2 separate regions of the Mus musculus genome follow, and region 2 is linked to region 1. The links are chromatin contacts, called in public promoter capture Hi-C maps. All regions are on one chromosome and are shown on one strand. Each heading gives the region's core, a stretch centred on a gene start, on an enhancer-like site or on the middle of the called end of the contact. The rest is flanking DNA. Distances are from core to core; before and after follow the strand shown. Region 1 holds the start of Phyhd1 (phytanoyl-CoA dioxygenase domain containing 1). Region 2 holds the start of 1700001O22Rik (RIKEN cDNA 1700001O22 gene).

Evidence for each region. Promoter capture Hi-C pulls out the DNA fragments that hold promoters and counts their contacts.
Region 2: a promoter capture Hi-C map of embryonic stem cells shows a contact between it and region 1, with 2.3 times the contacts expected there. The contact joins the promoter of 1700001O22Rik here to the promoter of Phyhd1 in region 1. A contact is called at or near these places in 1 of 39 promoter capture datasets (embryonic stem cells), 3 of 115 datasets of contacts at active chromatin or transcription factors (embryonic stem cells and microglia) and 1 of 9 other capture datasets (adipose tissue).

Annotation. Positions count from the first base shown.
Region 1 is chr2:30,263,625-30,271,568 of GRCm38.p6, forward strand. Phyhd1 (phytanoyl-CoA dioxygenase domain containing 1) reads left to right here and starts at 3,195. Exons shown (of 11, transcript NM_001252570.1): 1 at 3,195-3,317; 2 at 6,065-6,223. The coding sequence starts at 3,285. It overlaps Lrrc8a (leucine rich repeat containing 8A VRAC subunit A), which reads left to right. Exons shown (of 4, transcript NM_177725.4): 4 at 1-166.
Region 2 is chr2:30,798,852-30,806,795 of GRCm38.p6, forward strand. It overlaps 1700001O22Rik (RIKEN cDNA 1700001O22 gene), which reads right to left and starts at 2,886. Exons shown (of 7, transcript NM_198000.3): 1 at 2,289-2,886; 2 at 2,063-2,150; 3 at 1,873-1,965. The coding sequence starts at 2,706.

The sequences.
Region 1 (7,944 bases), core at 1,945-4,444:
AATGATTATGTCTGTCTCTCCGTCCATTTGTGTTTTCTGCGTCGTGTCATGGATGTAACCCTTGGAAATACTGCACACTAGCCTTTGACAACCATGAAGCAATCCGTTACACGTGGGTCTGACTTGTAGACTCAGTTCAGATATCAAATAAATCTATAACACAGTTGCCTTTGGAGGTCTCCATGCCATAGAACTCGGGGTGTCCCTTCACTTCTCTGGGGTGTTTTGGTCCTGCTTGACTAGTTTATTGAGGGACCACTGCTCAGGCTCTGCTCACTTTTCTGCCCTGTGAAACTTGAGCATTGTGGAGGCAGTTGCCAGATGTGGTGAGCCAGTCAGAGCACCTGTAAGCTCCGGGCGTGGTCAACCATGTCAGCTCCTGACGAGGGGTCTATGGCCAGCACATTTTCTGTTGTCCCAGGCACTTGTTATTTAGGCCCTCACGAGCTTTGATTGGTCAGGGCTAGAAGAAGAATCTACAATAGGAGCCAGCAGCCAGAAGTCCTGGTTCCAGTCCAGTTGTCTTGTGCTGAGCCCATCTCCCCTCTTGTGGCCTCTATATCCCCATCTGTGCCTTGGGCGTCTCTACCCTTTTTTCAGAAGATGCTTGGGGTTCCAACTCCCAACGCTTCATGGTTCTGCAAAGGTAAGGCTGGCAGTCAACCACTGGGAGGCCTCCCTGGCTCCAAGCCCCTTCTAGGGTCAAGGGCAGAGGCTCTGAGAGAGCAGATTCCAGTTCCTTTAATTTTTTTTTGTCTGCTTACCACCTCCTGCATTGGAATAATAATGGCACGGGCAGGCTTATTTAAAGGGGCTGTAGTTATACAGTAGTATGTAAGAAAGGTGTATAGATTGGGTGGACAGGAGGCGTTGCTATGAATAGAGCCTAAGACCTTGAACATGCTGAACAGGCATTCTGTTCTTCTGCTGAGCTACAACCCCTAACTTCTGGGTGATCTACGGAGGAGCGCTTCCTTAGGTTCAGAAGCTGGAAGTTCAGGATCTGACAGCTGTACCCAGTGAGGAATACATGCTACTTCTGAACATCACAGGAATTGGGAGCTTGAGGGCTAGCCTGGCCTCAGGAAGGGTAATCCTTTTGTGAGGGTGGACCAAACACTTCCCACTATGCCCTGCCTCCCTGAGGTGTTGAATTTAATTATGCGTCTAAACCCAGTGTACTCCAGGCACACCCGTAAGTTCAGAAGCCTGGAAATATAGTCGGGAAGATGGCCAGAAGCCAAAGCCAGTTACGGACTACACAGTTTCCCAGGCAGACCTACAGGAGAAGCAGAGAGGGCCATTTGATGGTCTATCAAAACAGCTGGAACGAAGTTTCCAGTGGATGGATTTGGGCTTACAGGTCAAGCCATAGCATTCAGAAGTCTCCCCGCAGCCTTCTGGACTATGTGCCTATGAGGAGCCCCTCCTTCACAAGTATTTAGGTGAGGAAGAGGCCAAAGTGTGATCAAAGAGGACACCTGAGCTCCACAGGCACTGATTCCTCAGACCTGAGTCGTCTCTGTCCCTGTGGACTGCTTGCAGATAGGGAGGATGGACAGAGGGCTTCACTCACAGAAAGACCCTCTTACATACCTCCAGTCCAGGAACTTCCTGTCCTGTCTGGTCTGGTCTAATCCAGTTCCACTGCCCCTACCCCACCCAGGAGTAGGAGTGGGGGTTGGGAGAGACTTTCTGGCCTCTGCCCCAGACCTGTAGAATTCAGTCTGGAACTGGTTAGCTTCTGAGGAAAAAAAGGAGATGTGGGAACACCACCCACCCTCCCCCTGAGGCCAGCAGAGTGAATAGAACAGAGGCCCCTTAGCCTGCCCATCCACCCAGGCCTCACCACCCTACCTAAAACCACAGTGTGGGCCTAATCCCTACCTTCAAGAACAACTTAGAAAATTTGGAGAAACTGAAGAAATAAGTTTTATTTCCACCCACTCATGCTCACCCTGTAGCATTGGGTGAAGCAGTGGGAAGGCACTTCCTAGATGCTAATCCCAGGCTGCTTATCAGCAGTGAGTAGTACTTGCTGTTCACCCTGGCCTGTTAGACACCCACTGCAGAGAAAGTAAAGGACCACCTGTCTGGCTGAGCCTCCCCCCCCCCCCTGGTTTGGTGAGGTCCCCAGGCCATTGCTGGCTCAGCAGCGGGGGCCTTCTCTGCTCTTTGTTCCTGGAACTTGGTAGAGTGTCTGTTTTTGCTCAGCGGTTGCATCAGAAAGGACAAGTTCTGCCTGCCCTGCCTTGTGACTTTCCCGGGTCTGTCTCCAAGCCTTCTCCAGCCTGACCCGAGAGAATTTCCATCAGCCCTAGGGGCCAGTGGCCACAGCCCTCACTGGCTCTCTTGAGGCCTGGACAGCCCAGACAAAGCAGTAGCTCCCACTGTTATGGCCCAGAAAAACACTTGGTCAGGAGCCAAGGCTCTTGACAGCTGAGCAGTATGTCCCCTTGCTGACTCCTGAGACACTCTGTCCCCTGGCTGTACAAAGCACCATTTCTGGGAAGGCCAGTGAGCAGCTTTTCAGAGCTCACTGTGGTTCTGGCCACCCTGCCACCCCACCGTAGACACCAGTCTGAGGGTCTGAGGCTGGAGAGCAGAAAACATCTCTATCTTTCCTCATCCCGAGGCCCCTGGCTCTGTTCCCCAGGACGCTCATCTGCCTTTCCTTAGCACCTCTTCATAGACTTTCTTCCAGCATCCAGAGGCTCCAGATCAAAGCTGAAGAAGCACACAAAGTTATCTTCCTAGGACCCTTTGGCCTTCACAGTCCAAAGCCACTCAGGGCCCAAGCCCTGCAGTCTAACAGATGTCCCTCTAGGGTAAACTTAGATCCTGCGACTGGGGACTTTCTAGCCTTTTCCTTCCTCGTGCTAGTGCTGACTCAAACATCCTGGCAGTCTCCTGCCAGCCCACACTAGACACACTAGTACTGCCCGGGAGTGAATTTTAGAGAAAGACTTGAGGGATCAAGCCAGCCTATGAAAGAAAACAGGTAAAAGCTAATCCTGGATTAACTGGAGGCTGGGCCAGGGCTGAGACTGGGCCCACCTCCAAGGTCAGAAATGGGGGAGGAGCAAGGGGAGGGACTGGGCCCTGGGTGGAAGGCACAGACTGGATTTGTTTGGAAGGGTGGAGCATGGGGTTGAATATTTTCTGGGTAGGTAAGAGTTAAATCCTTCTGGGCCTCAGTCACTGGTCTTTCTCCCCTCCTGAACTTTCTCCTCTCCAGCCCTGGAGCCATCGAGCTGAGCCAGCTGAGTCCTGCAGTATTCCCCATGGCCTGCCTGAGTCCCTCACAACTCAAGAAGGTAGGGGCCCGTGGTTTGGAGGGTGCAGACCTCTAGTGACCTTTGAACTACCTCTGACATTTCACAAAGGAGAGAAAGATCCCTGCATATCAACCCTAATTTCTGCGAACAAAGCCCAAGAGGGCCAGGTCACAACACCACCTCCCCAGGTGCCATCTCCCCGGTCAGATACAGTGGGGGTTGGGGCTAGGAGGTAGAGAAACCACAATTCAGATTATCTAATCCAGCTAGCCCCAGGGGCCTGTTGATGAAGGCCTGGATAGGGCAGGCCAGTAGCTAGGTCAGCTCATTATGAAAGCCTACCATACAGGGGGTGGACTACGCACACTTTAAGTTAACCACCCCCAATCTCATATGCCAGGACTGTTAATGTATTAGATCTAGCCGAGGATCTTTGTTTCAAAGTCCCTCCTGGAGCTGTGGTTGGGGCTTAGCAGTTGAGTGCTTGCTTTAGGCTCCAAGATTTGATCCCAACACTCACAACACATACAGAAACACACACCACCACCACACACACCCCACACACACACACATACCACACACACCATATGCATACCACATACACATCAAAACACATACACAAACACATCACACATATCACCACACATAAACACGGCACACTCCACAATACATAAACACACACATACAAACAGACTACACACACACCAACACACATACATATACCACTATTACCACCACCACACACACCACACATCATGCATACACAGACACTCACACCACACACACACACACCATACTCACACACACATCCCATACAAATGCACACACACATACCGCACACACTCACATACAAACACATACATATGCATGCACACACCACACACACACACTCACACACAAATGCACCCATGTGCACATACACACAGAGACACATACATAAAAGCACACACATACCACACAGACAAACACTCATCACCCAACCCACACGCACTCACACAGACCTACTCTCTTTTGACAGCTGCCACTGCTGCCACAGTTCCCAAATTTGTCTGTGACTAAATATGTAGTGGAAGTCTGTCTGTCTTTTCCTTCTGTCTCACAGGCTATCTTTTGAGGGACAAAGCCCCATGTCAGTATTTTTTTGTACAGTTTGTGCTGAACTTTTGTTCAGTTTTTATGATTTCAAGCATGGAGGGCCTCCCTGTGTTAACCCTGAGTGATGGTTTGTTGCTCTGGCCTAGAACTCAGTCTGTAGAGCAGACTGCCCTTCAGCTCACAGAGCTCTGTCTGCCTCTGCTTCCTAAGTGCTGGGGTTAAAGGCATGGGCCACCATGCCTGGCCACGCTTACATCCTTGCTTTCTGTCCCTTACTGTGTTGGTTCTGTTTGTTTTCAGTGCTGGGAACAGGAGCCAGTCCTTGTACATGCTAGCAAGCAGTCAGCTTCTGAGAGGCGACCCAGTCACACACGTAATGTGCCTCAGCACCTTAGGCTAGCCTCAGAATAAAGAGACTTGGGGCAAAGTCAGAATCAGGCATCTGTGTTCACAGCCCCTAGCCTTCCCCACACTCACTCAGGAGAAAGAAAGCCAGCAAGGTCCTGCGACTGGGGACTTTCTAGCCTTGTCCTTCCTAGTGCTGGTGCTGACTCAAGCGTCCTGGCAGTCCCCTGCCGGCCCACACTGAGTAACACAATGGAAATAAAATTTCCAATGCATGGGTTTGGGGTTACAGGACAAGCCATAGCATGGGCAAATTCACTCTCCCTTCTGTCTGCTCCCCTGGCTATCCTCCCCTCACCCTGTGCTCCAGCCCTTCCCAATTTCCCAGTCGTCCAGTGCCCACAGGCTTTGTACTTCCTGTTCTCTGTCTTTAATGCTCTTTCCTATCTCTTTGCTTCCCAATGTTCTGCTCTTCCTTTAACCCCACTTCCTCCAAGCTGCCCATTGACCCCTTCACCTCGTAGATTCTTTGCCTTTAATTCTCAAAACCCTGCCCTTGTCTCCCTGTAAGTCAGTGTGATGTGGGATGGTATGTTTGTCTGATGGTAAGGGATGCATGGGTCTCCTTCACTGGACTATAAATTGTGTGAGTGTGGAGGGTGGCTGGTTCATAATCACATGTCCATCTGCTGAAGCTGTCTCGTACTCGCAATGCTTAGTCGGGATTGGAATAGCCTCCAAAGCCAGCATTAGAAGGCTGAGGCAGGAGGATCTTGAGTTTGAGGCCTCCCTGTCTTCAAACAAATAAAAACAAAACAAGGGAGTTAGGCGGGGTCGGTGGTTAAGAGTGCTTCTGCAAGCATGAAGATCAGAGTTCAAATCTCAGCACCCACTCCATGAGCTGCACACACCTGCAGCTCAGATCGCCAGGGCTCACAGGCTGCCAGTCTAATGAAGAAAACAGCCTAGGTTCAAGGAGAGCCTCAGAAATAGAAAGTGGAAGAGGGGCACCGTATGTCCTCTCCTGATGCCCCTGCACATGCGCACCTGCAGTTCTCACACATGTTCTACACTCACACCTGCACTTTAACACACAAATGAGCAAATGTTTCCGTATGTCCCAAACCCATTGGAGGGCAAGAGCAGAGGCAGCTGCCACTTCCCCTTCCTCGATAAGATGCAAGCAGCCAGTACTGACGGCTCCTCACTAAGCACTGGATGCCCATGTCCAGGGTGGGGGGCAGAGCCATGAGCAGGACACTTGATCTTGGTTCGAGTTTGTGGTCCAACATGGATATAAGGAATGAGCGAGGGCGGAAGGAGCCTGAGTCTTGTCCCTGCTGCAGTTCCAGGAGGACGGGTTTCTGCTGTTGGAAGGATTCTTCACAGCGGATGAGTGTGTGGCCATGCAGCAGAGGATCGGTGAGATTGTAGCTGAGATGGATGTCCCTCTGCACTGCCGGACAGAATTTTCCACCCAGGAAGATGAGCAACTTCAAACCCAGGCAGGTACCTGGGGCGCTGAGGGTGGGCGTCTGGTTTTGGTGGGTGCTCAGTCTTAGGCAGCAGTCTGGACTGGACGGGAGGACCCTAAGGCCACACACAGACTTCTGACAAGGGATCAGACCTCAGCCATCTGTATGCCGGGTACCAGGCTAAAGAGCTGTGCTGTATTCCTCCACACTATGAATTTATAAGGTGGCTATTATTATTCTCGCTTGGCAATGGGAAAAGCGGGGCTTTTCTCTGGGTAATATTGTGCTGCTCCAACCACACAGTTTGTAACTGATAGAGACTTGAATCCACCTCTCTGATATCAAATGATGCTGGTCGTTGACCTGCTGCAGTTTCTCAAATTCTCTGGTCACAAAGAACTCTCTGTGACCAGAGTGAGCCCTGTGATAGGCCACTCTTGGGTGAGTCATCTCCCAACCAGACTAGGAAGGCCTCTTGCTTCCTCAGACTCAACACAGTTTGGCAGGATAGGTGGTTCTTCCAACCAGTTCCCTTAACCCTTCTTAGTCTGAATTTTTTAGTGGTTCAGGCAACAGGGCTCACCTTATACTGATGCCAAGGGGCTTCTGCCATCTGGTGGACATAAATAGAATTACAGCAGCCAGAAACTGCTTTCTCCCAGAGAGGGGAGGAGGAAGGATGGAGGCTTCAGAAGAAGACACATAACAGACTGAGAATTTTTCCAACTAGCAGGACAGACACACTCTAAGGAATGAGGGGGCCGAACCCTGTCCCTCTCCCTAGTTACTTACCGAGAAGACTCTAACAGTCCGGTGGTTGCAGAGGTAGGAATGTTGAAAGAAGAAAGGGTGATGTTAGAGATATGGCTCATTGGTTGAGCATACTGGCTGCACTTCCAGAGGACCAAGGTTCAATTCCCAGCTCCCAGTTCCCACATGGTAGCTCATGTACTTCCAGTTCCAGGGGCCCAATACTCATACAGATATACACGTGGGCAAAACACCAATGCACACAACACAGGACACAGAGGCAGGTGAATCTCAGTGAGTTCTAGGCTGGTCACTCTACAAGGTGAGTTCTAGGATAGCCAGATACAGAGGAATTGTGTTGAAAAAAAAAATCAAAAACAAATGAAGAAGAGGAGGAGGAAGAAGAAGAAGTGGAGATGGTGGTGTGGTTTGGGGTGCTGGAATTGAACCTGGGTTCTTTTTTTTTTTTTTTTTCTTTCCTTTTTTTTTTTTTTTTGGTTTTTCTTTTTTTTTTTTTTTTAAAGACTTATTTATTTATTATATGTAAGTACACTGTAGCTGTCTTCAGACACTCCAGAAGAGGGCGTCAGATCTTGTTACAGATGGTTGTGAGCCACCATGTGGTTGCTGGGATTTGAACTCCTGACCTTCGGAAGAGCAGTCGGGTGCTCTTACCCACTGAGCCATCTCACCAGCCCTTTTTTGGTTGTTTCGAGACAGGGTTTCTCTGTAGAGCCCTGGCTATCCTGGAACTCACTCTGTAGACCAGGCTGGCCTCGAACCAGAAATCTGCCTGCCTCTGCCTCCCGAGTGCTGGGATTAAAGGCATGTGCCACCATGCCCGGCTTGAACCTGGGTTCTTAAAAGAGCTCACTGAGCCATCTTCCCAGCCCTAAGAAGCAATGACCTTGCACTTAAACTTTGCTCTTTTCCCCGGCAATACAGCTGCAGTGCTGGGCGGAGACAGGGAGAGGCACCTTCTGTAGGAGACACAGCAAGGT
Region 2 (7,944 bases), core at 1,636-4,135, 530 kb after region 1:
CCACTTGTCACTTTTCTCCTTCCGGTCATGTGCTCTGTTACAGGCGGGATCATTCCGCCGTCACAGGAACTGGGAGAGTGGAGTACCCCGTGTGGGGAGGCACCTAGAACAGGGCCTGTCAGTGGGGTTGTGCTCTATAAAGGGTGTGTTATATTTGTATGTAATAAAAATGTTAGACCTGTTCACTTCTCCCTCAGGGGCTGGGCTGCCAGCCTGGTTACTTGATCACTCAGAAATGCCCCATTGGACTTTCTTCACCTTGGCCACACGTATTTACACACCCATACCCACTGATCCTGGGGCACCTTTGTGGAAGCATAGGGTGTGTTTCTCACTGTCCACCAAAGAGCCATGCAGCCGGGACTATAGATGTTGGGGCTTAGTTAGGGTCACAGTTGTGTGCATGTGGAACCTCAGCTCTGTTCTGGCAACAGGGCGAGGCTTAGACATCTCCTAGGTCCTGCCCAACAGAGTGGCACCATGCTTCGCTGCCTGGGGAGGATCATTCACTGAAGCAATCTATCATACTGAAGGAATGTTATGTATACATAAGTGTCCAACTCTAGGCTCCACTTTTTTAGTGATTTTTTTTTTAGTGTTTTGTCTGCATGTAGGTCTGTTTGAGGGTGTCAAATCTCCTACAGCTGGAGTTATAGACAGCTGTGAGCTGCTATGTGGATGCTAGGAACTGTACCCGGGTTCTCTGAAAGAGCAGCCAGTGTTCTTAACTGCTGACGCATCTCTCCATCCTCCTAAGTCTCTATTTTGATCCTAGAGAACTGGGTCAGGAAGGGTTCTGAGGCTCACAGAGAAATGTGCAGTGATCCATTAGTAATGTCTGCCAGCAGACATTACTAGACGGAACAGTAATGGTACACTTGCTCTGTATGCATGTTCCCTGGTCCATCTGGTCCTTCCTTAAATTGATTAATTGAGACAGGGTCTCACTTTGTAGCCCTGGCTGTTCTGGAATCACTATGTAGACCAGGCTGGCCTTGAACTCACAGAGTTGCTTACTTAAGCCTCCAGAGTGCTGGGATTAAAAGTGTGCACCACCACACCCAACTCTCTAGTCTTTAACCCCCCCAGACAATGGCCTTCACCCTGCACTTGTGCTCCAGCCTGTTTAAACCTGTTGTTTCCTTCCCCCTCTCCATTAAGAGCTCTTTAGCATCCAATTCCAGGTATTAATGTGGGTTAATGTCAGGGATCTTTCTTGGTTCCGTCTCTCATTGTCTGTTCCTCTAGCATCTGATACACAGTAAAACTTCATACATGGGTAATGCTTCTAAATGAGAGAAGAGTTCAGCAGCAGGTGGATTCAGGTCTGGATCTCAGCTGGGTAGCTGGATGGCTATGCAGACAACCATGTAAGCGTGTGGGTGGCTTTATTACTAGCGGAGAGATGATTGGCATCCTGGGTTTATATGAATGAAAGGATAGCTGTCAGGCAGCTATAGCCAGAGGGGATTTCTGAATAAACAAAAGACTGGCTGTCTGGCAGTCCAGCAGTTTGGGGGCAGTTATGAGTTCATGGCCAGTTAGATGCTTCGATGGCTAGGTGGATGGAGATTCACAATAGCTTATAGAAGACCTGGTTTGTGAGTAAGGGGTTAGGTGCGTGAAAGGATGGATAGGTGAGTGGATCGATAGATACACGGTAAATCCATTACTAAATGTCTGGAAACAAGGGAGCGAACGAATGCCTTCCTGTTCCCATTCCCAGAACTCATGGCTTGGGGAAATGATAGAAGTGATTGTTAGGCAAGCCTATGACCTCCTTTCCATCCCCCAAGCCCACGTGATGGTGGGAGGAGAGAGTCAACGCTACAAAATTATAGCACGTGTGTACTCACAACAGCTACTACTCACGGATGGGCCTTTTTGGCTCTGGCAAGTTCACCTCTTGGGAGCCCCAGGGTAGTCTTCTCTTTAAAATTGTTGTCCCAGTGCAATGGTTTGTCCCTCAAAGAGAAAGAAGTCACAGCTGATGTGAGCAGAGGCCCACCTTGGTAGCACTCAAGGCAACCCCTCCTTCATCAAGAGGGTCCCCTCCGCTTACCACAGGTCTGGGAGGAATAAGCAGCTGGAAGACCGAGAAGCTAGGCAGTGATTTGATGTACTCCTAGGGTTATGTGGCGCTGAGGGTGCTGGGTGGGGACAACAGGAGGAGGAAGGAAAGGAGAAGGGGGAGGAGGAGAGCCCGTTGAGATGGAGACAGTCCTCGCTTGGGAACCCCAGACTCCGCGCACACACACCCACTCCCCACCCCATCCCCCCGGCCTCACGGTCCGCCTCTGGGTCTGCGCTCTCGGCGCTCAGGTGGTGCAGGAAGTGGCGGAACTTGTTGGGCAGCAGCTTCCCCAGCAGCGTGCCCAGGGAGTCAGGGTTGTCGCGGGCTGCAGGCTGCCGGTTCCCCCGAGTTCCCGCCTCCCGGGCCGAGCTGCTCGGCTGCAGCGACGGCAGTAGCAGTGCGCGCGCGGTCCCACGGTCTCGCCGAGCGTTCGGGGACTCGGGGGACCCGCAAGGCAGGCGCTGGGACTTGCGGTCCCGCCGCCACGCGCCGTCTACATCTCGCCCCACACGGCCTTCGAGCATTGGCAGCAGCATCGGCAGCCGCTTAACAGGGCGGCGCTGGGTGGTCCCGTCGGGATATCCCTTGGGCTTGTAGGCCGGGGTCCCCTCCATGGACTGGCGCCGGAACATCCTGAGTCAGAGCTCGGCTCAGGACACCTTCGCGCCCGGGGGACGCGCAGGGGCGAGCGGGGCCGCAGGAAGGTCGTATTCCAGCCCGCAGTCCATAGCGCCGGGAAGGGGCAGCAGAAGCCGACTCCGGCAGGACCCTAGCCTGCTGTGTCCCGGCGCAAAGGCGGTGAGGGCGGGAACGCCAGCCCTTTGGGGCGGCTGTGACGTTGACATGAGCTAGAGCACGCGGAGCGCCTGGCACAGTGCAGAGCTCTCTGCACCTGCTGGCCTAAGACCGCCTTTCCTATCACTTAGCACACTTGGGAGAGGGTTTGTCTAGAATGTGCAAGAAACTGAGCGTGGCGGCCCATGCCTGTGATTTCAGCACTTGGGAGGCAGTTGCATAGGCTAGAGAAACAGATCAGCGAGAGGACCGGACTTAGATTCCCATACCGTATATACAGAACAACTCACAGCCTCCAGTGCCAAAGTTATCCGCCACTCTTCTAGCCTCAAGGTCACCAGGCACGCACAAAATGCACTGCCATGGAGGCAAAACACTCATACTCATATTTTTTTTTTTTAAATTAAGGCTATTGTCAGGAAGTGGTGGCACATGCTTTTAATCCCAGCACTCAGGAGGCTGAAGCTGGTGGATCTCAGAGTTCGAGGCCAGCCTGGTCTACAAAGTGAGTTTCAGGACTAAACAGAGAAACCTTGTCTTGAAAAACAAAACAAAACAAAAAACCTCAAGGCTATTAAGTGTGGTAGTGCACAGCTTTAGCTCTAGCACTTGGGAGGCAGAGGCAGGCATCTCTCTCAGTTTGTGGCTACCCTGGTCTACATATGAATTCCAGGCCAGCCAGAGCTACATAGTAAGAACCTGTCTCAAACACAGGGCAATGGTGGCACACACCTTTAACCCCAGCACTTGGGAGGCAGAGGTAGGCGGATTTCTGAGTTCAAGGCCAGCCTGGTCTACAGAGTGAGTTCCAGGACAGCCAGGGTTACACAGAGAAACCCTGCCTCAAAAACAAAACAAAACAAAAACCAAAACAAGAGAGAGAGAGAGAGAGAGAGAGAGAGAGAGAGAACCTGTCTCAAAATAAACAATTCAAGGTTGTGCTTGGCTATATACCAACTTCAAGGTCAGCGTGGGCTAAATGAAATCCTGTCTAAAAAATATGATTTAGAACAGTGTTTCTCAACCTGTGGGTTGTGACCCTTGTGAGGGTCACAACGGCCTTTTCACAGGGGTCACCTAAGACCATCAGAAAACACAGATATTTACATTACAATTCACAACAGTAGCAACATTACAGTTACAGTTAGAGGTTGCAATGGAAATAGTTATATATTTGGGGTCAACACAGCATGAGGGAGCGTGCATAGGGAGGCTGAGAACCACTGACTTAGCGTTTTGTTTCTGCTCCAATCCTTAATAGTCTTGAGATCTGGGCAACCAGAGAGCTTTCCCCTAAAGACTAGGACAAAGCCTGCATCTGACTCTTTGTTCAATTAATTCCTTTTGGGGAAGTCTCCCTACAAGGCACAATCCATCATTCCCCTGCCTCTGTTTTCCAAGTCCTGGGTCACCCCTGGCAGCTCACACATGACTTACGGGCATAGCAGGAGAAGGCGTGGGAGGGCTAGACCTCCTACTGAAATTGTAGACTTCCAGTTTGTAAACTCTGATGGGGAAGTCACTCTCAGATCAGGACCAGGCTGCAGATACACATGACTTTCTCCCACCTCCTACCCCAGATGCTGACAGTGGATCTGGGGAGGAGCCAAGACCATGTTTGGTGCCCCTTCCCCAAGGCTGGGGATGAGACAGAGAGCCTGGATAAGTGTTCCACCATCCAGCCACATCCAGCCAAGACACAGATTCTGAGCATCATCCCAGTTAGGGAGTAAAGGCCCAGTCCCTTGAGCTCTGACACTGGCATCTCCGGCTTGCTTCTTCCCAAAGCTGTCATCACCTCTAAAAGGATCCTAGGATATCACACTCACCTGCTGGGTGAGGCCACAGAAGGTCCTGTAAGTTTAGAGCCCCCTGACAGGTGGGCTATTTGCTGGGAGAGCCCATCTTTCCACCTGCTCCCTCTGACAGCTCTGCCCAGGTGCCTGAAAGTGTTCTTAGAGTCATTGTGATCCGATCTTACCCACAGCCACTGGGGAGCAATGGGCACTGTGTCCTGGGGACAAGGGTGGGGCTGGTGTACTCTGGGGGCCTGGGGCCACACCCATAGAGGCACTCTGGGTCAGAGCAGCCATGCCTGATCCAAAGAGGACCAGAGCGCTCTTTTAGACCCAGAGTAGGCTGTGCTTGACTGAGTGGAAAACAAAGATGGAAGGAAAGGAGAGGTGTATTACCCCCACCCTCCTAGGACAAGAAGAGCACAGGGGGCCTGGAAATCCAGGAACCAAGGCATGTTCATTTTCTGTTTCTCTCGGCTATATGATGCTGACAGGGTCCTTCTTTCTGGGAGTGCCATGGGGCAAATGGGCTCAAGTGTGAGTCTTGGTTGGGAGAGCTGGGAGAAGTGCCCATGAGAGTCTTCAGGTTGGGTGATGAGGGCTCAGCTCAGGCAAGTATACCCAGGTATGACATAATTGTTTTTTTTTTTTTTTGCTTTTTCAAGACAGGGTTTCTCTGTGTAGCCTTGGCTGTCCTGGAACTCACTCTGTAGACCAGGCTGGCCTTGAACTCAGAAATCCGCCTGCCTCTGCCTCCCAAGTGCTGGGATTAAAGGTGTGTGCCACTGTGCCATTACACCACTGCCTGGCTGGTTTTGTTATTTTATTTATCTTTTTTCCTAAAACAGGGCCTGCAGTTCTCAAATCTAGTCAATGATAACCTTGAACTTCTGATCCTTCTACCAACTGAAGGCCTCTCTGCCTCCTAAATACCGAGACTGTAACAACGTCCAGCTACCGCTGGCTTTATGTGGGACTGGGGTATCAAACACAGGACATCATACATGCCAGGCGATCACGCTGCCAACTGAGCTACATCACCGTTGTATCATTATTTAAGATGACTCTGTGGGTATCTGTGTGTAAGCATGTGCATGCTCAGTGCAGGAAGCCAGAAGTGGACACTGGATCTGTTGGGGTCCAGGAGTCACCCCACAAACCACACAAACACTGATCTCAGTCAGGTAGGGATAGTTAATTGAGTATTCATCACAGGACTGATGGATCGATCGGGGCCTCAAACCAGACTCAGGAGCTGACTGTGACCCCAAGCCAGAATCCTACAGAGCTTTTAAGCATGAAATCCATGAATGTTTGTGCCAAGTTATTTCATCAGTCAGGATTTAGGAATAGGGAACTTCCTTAGGAGCACGTCTTTGCTGTACATTTATCCTGTCCTCATTTGTCGGGGTGTTTAACTGTGCTGGTGACTTACCTTGCCTGACATTCATGTCTTAACTTGCCAACCAGGATATCATTTACCCATGTACAGGACTCTTTCTGCCAAGTAAGATGTCAGTTCCCAGGGAGGTCTCAGGAACTTTACTCACCCCTACTCAAAATGGAAGTCTTATTCCAAGTAGCTTCTTATATTGGTGCAGGCGTCTCTCTTATGTCGGGGTCCATCCCAGGGGCAGCTTATAAAAGCAAAACCCATAAACGTTTATACATAGATGCAGGAAGTGCTGCTGGGTGGTTGATTTAGGTCCAAGCTTATTGTGGCTAGCTGTACAAAGCTGTTCAAACTGACTGGTTTTTAATAGTACCAAAGCTCAGGACATACCAGAATATGCAATCAACTTGGGAATGAGAAAGATTCCTAGAAACAACACATGAGAAGTTTTCTTTATAGCAGTAATAACAGCATAAAATATCTGGCTAGACGGGCAGCAGTTACCCAGGCCTTAGCAGGATCCGCTGGAGCTGGAGTTACAGGGGTTGTAAAGACACCCAACATGTGCGCTAGGGACTGAGCTCAGATCTTCTGGAAGAGCAGTTTGTACTCTTAAGGGCTGAGCCAGCTTTTGTGAACAGTTTCCTCAAGCCTCCTCCTCCTCTTCCTTCTCCTTCTTATTATTAATAATTTTGGCTTTTTTGAGACCATGTCTCACTGTGTAGCTTTGGCTGTCCTGGAACTCATTCTATAGATTAGGCAGGGCTTGAGCTCACAGAGATCCTCCTGCCCCTGCCCCCTGAGTGCTGGGATTAAAGGTGTGAGTCACCACACCAGACCAAACTTGCATTTTAAAGGAAATTTTACTTTTTACTTATCTCTGTGTGCATAAGCATGTGTGCATGCATACATACGTGCAGGTGTCTTTTGAGTCCAGAAGGGGTCAGATTGCCTGGGAACAGAATTCTAGTTCTCTGTAAAAGCAGGAAGCACTCTTCCTTCTTTCCTTCCTTCCTTTCTTAAGATAATTTATTTTTGTTTTTATGTTCATGTGCTTTGGCATTTTGCCTGCACATATGTCTGTGTGAGGGTGTGAGATCTTTGAGTTACAGACAGTTGTGAGCTGCCATGTGGTTGCTGGGATTTGAATATAGGTTCTTTGGAAGAGCAGCCAGTGCCCTCAACCACTGAGCCATCTCTAAAGCCCCAACAAGCACTCTTAACTGCTGAGTCACAAGTCATCTTTTCAGCTCCTTGGCTTTTGTTTTTGAGACTAGGTCTCTGGTAGTGTAGGCTGGTGTTAAGTTCATTGTGCGGCAAAAGATAACCTTTAATTCCTTGTCTTCCGGCCTCCACTTCCCAGGTGCTGGGATTACAAGTATTCACCACTTTGGGGTGGTGAATAGCTCTTTGAACTATTGAAACCAGGTAATACCTAGAATAACCCAGAGTAGCTATCAACTATTAGGTGCACAGATTTGGGGTGGGGACTCAATTGGGGGTAGGATTTTTCCGCCTCCTAAGCCTCTATTGCTTTCAGTATTAATGTGTAAATACACATTAGGTGTGGTAGTGCATTCTTTCAATCCCAGCATTTCAAAGGCAGGAGGATCACTGTGAGTTTCAGGCCATCCTGGGTTACCTAGCAAGGCACTGATCCAGAAAAGGAAAAAAAAAAAAAAAAGAATAAGTAAAAGCAAAACACAACTTTAAGCACCTACTGTAATGCAGAGCCCAGGAGGCATGACAAGTATGTCTAACAGCCGGTGTGTCAGCCAACAGAGGTGAGCTTAAGGCAAAAATACTTATTATGATAACCTTCATTGCCTGCAAGCCCCACTAGACTCTAGCCTAAACTCGCAAATCCCACAAATTTAACCCTCAGA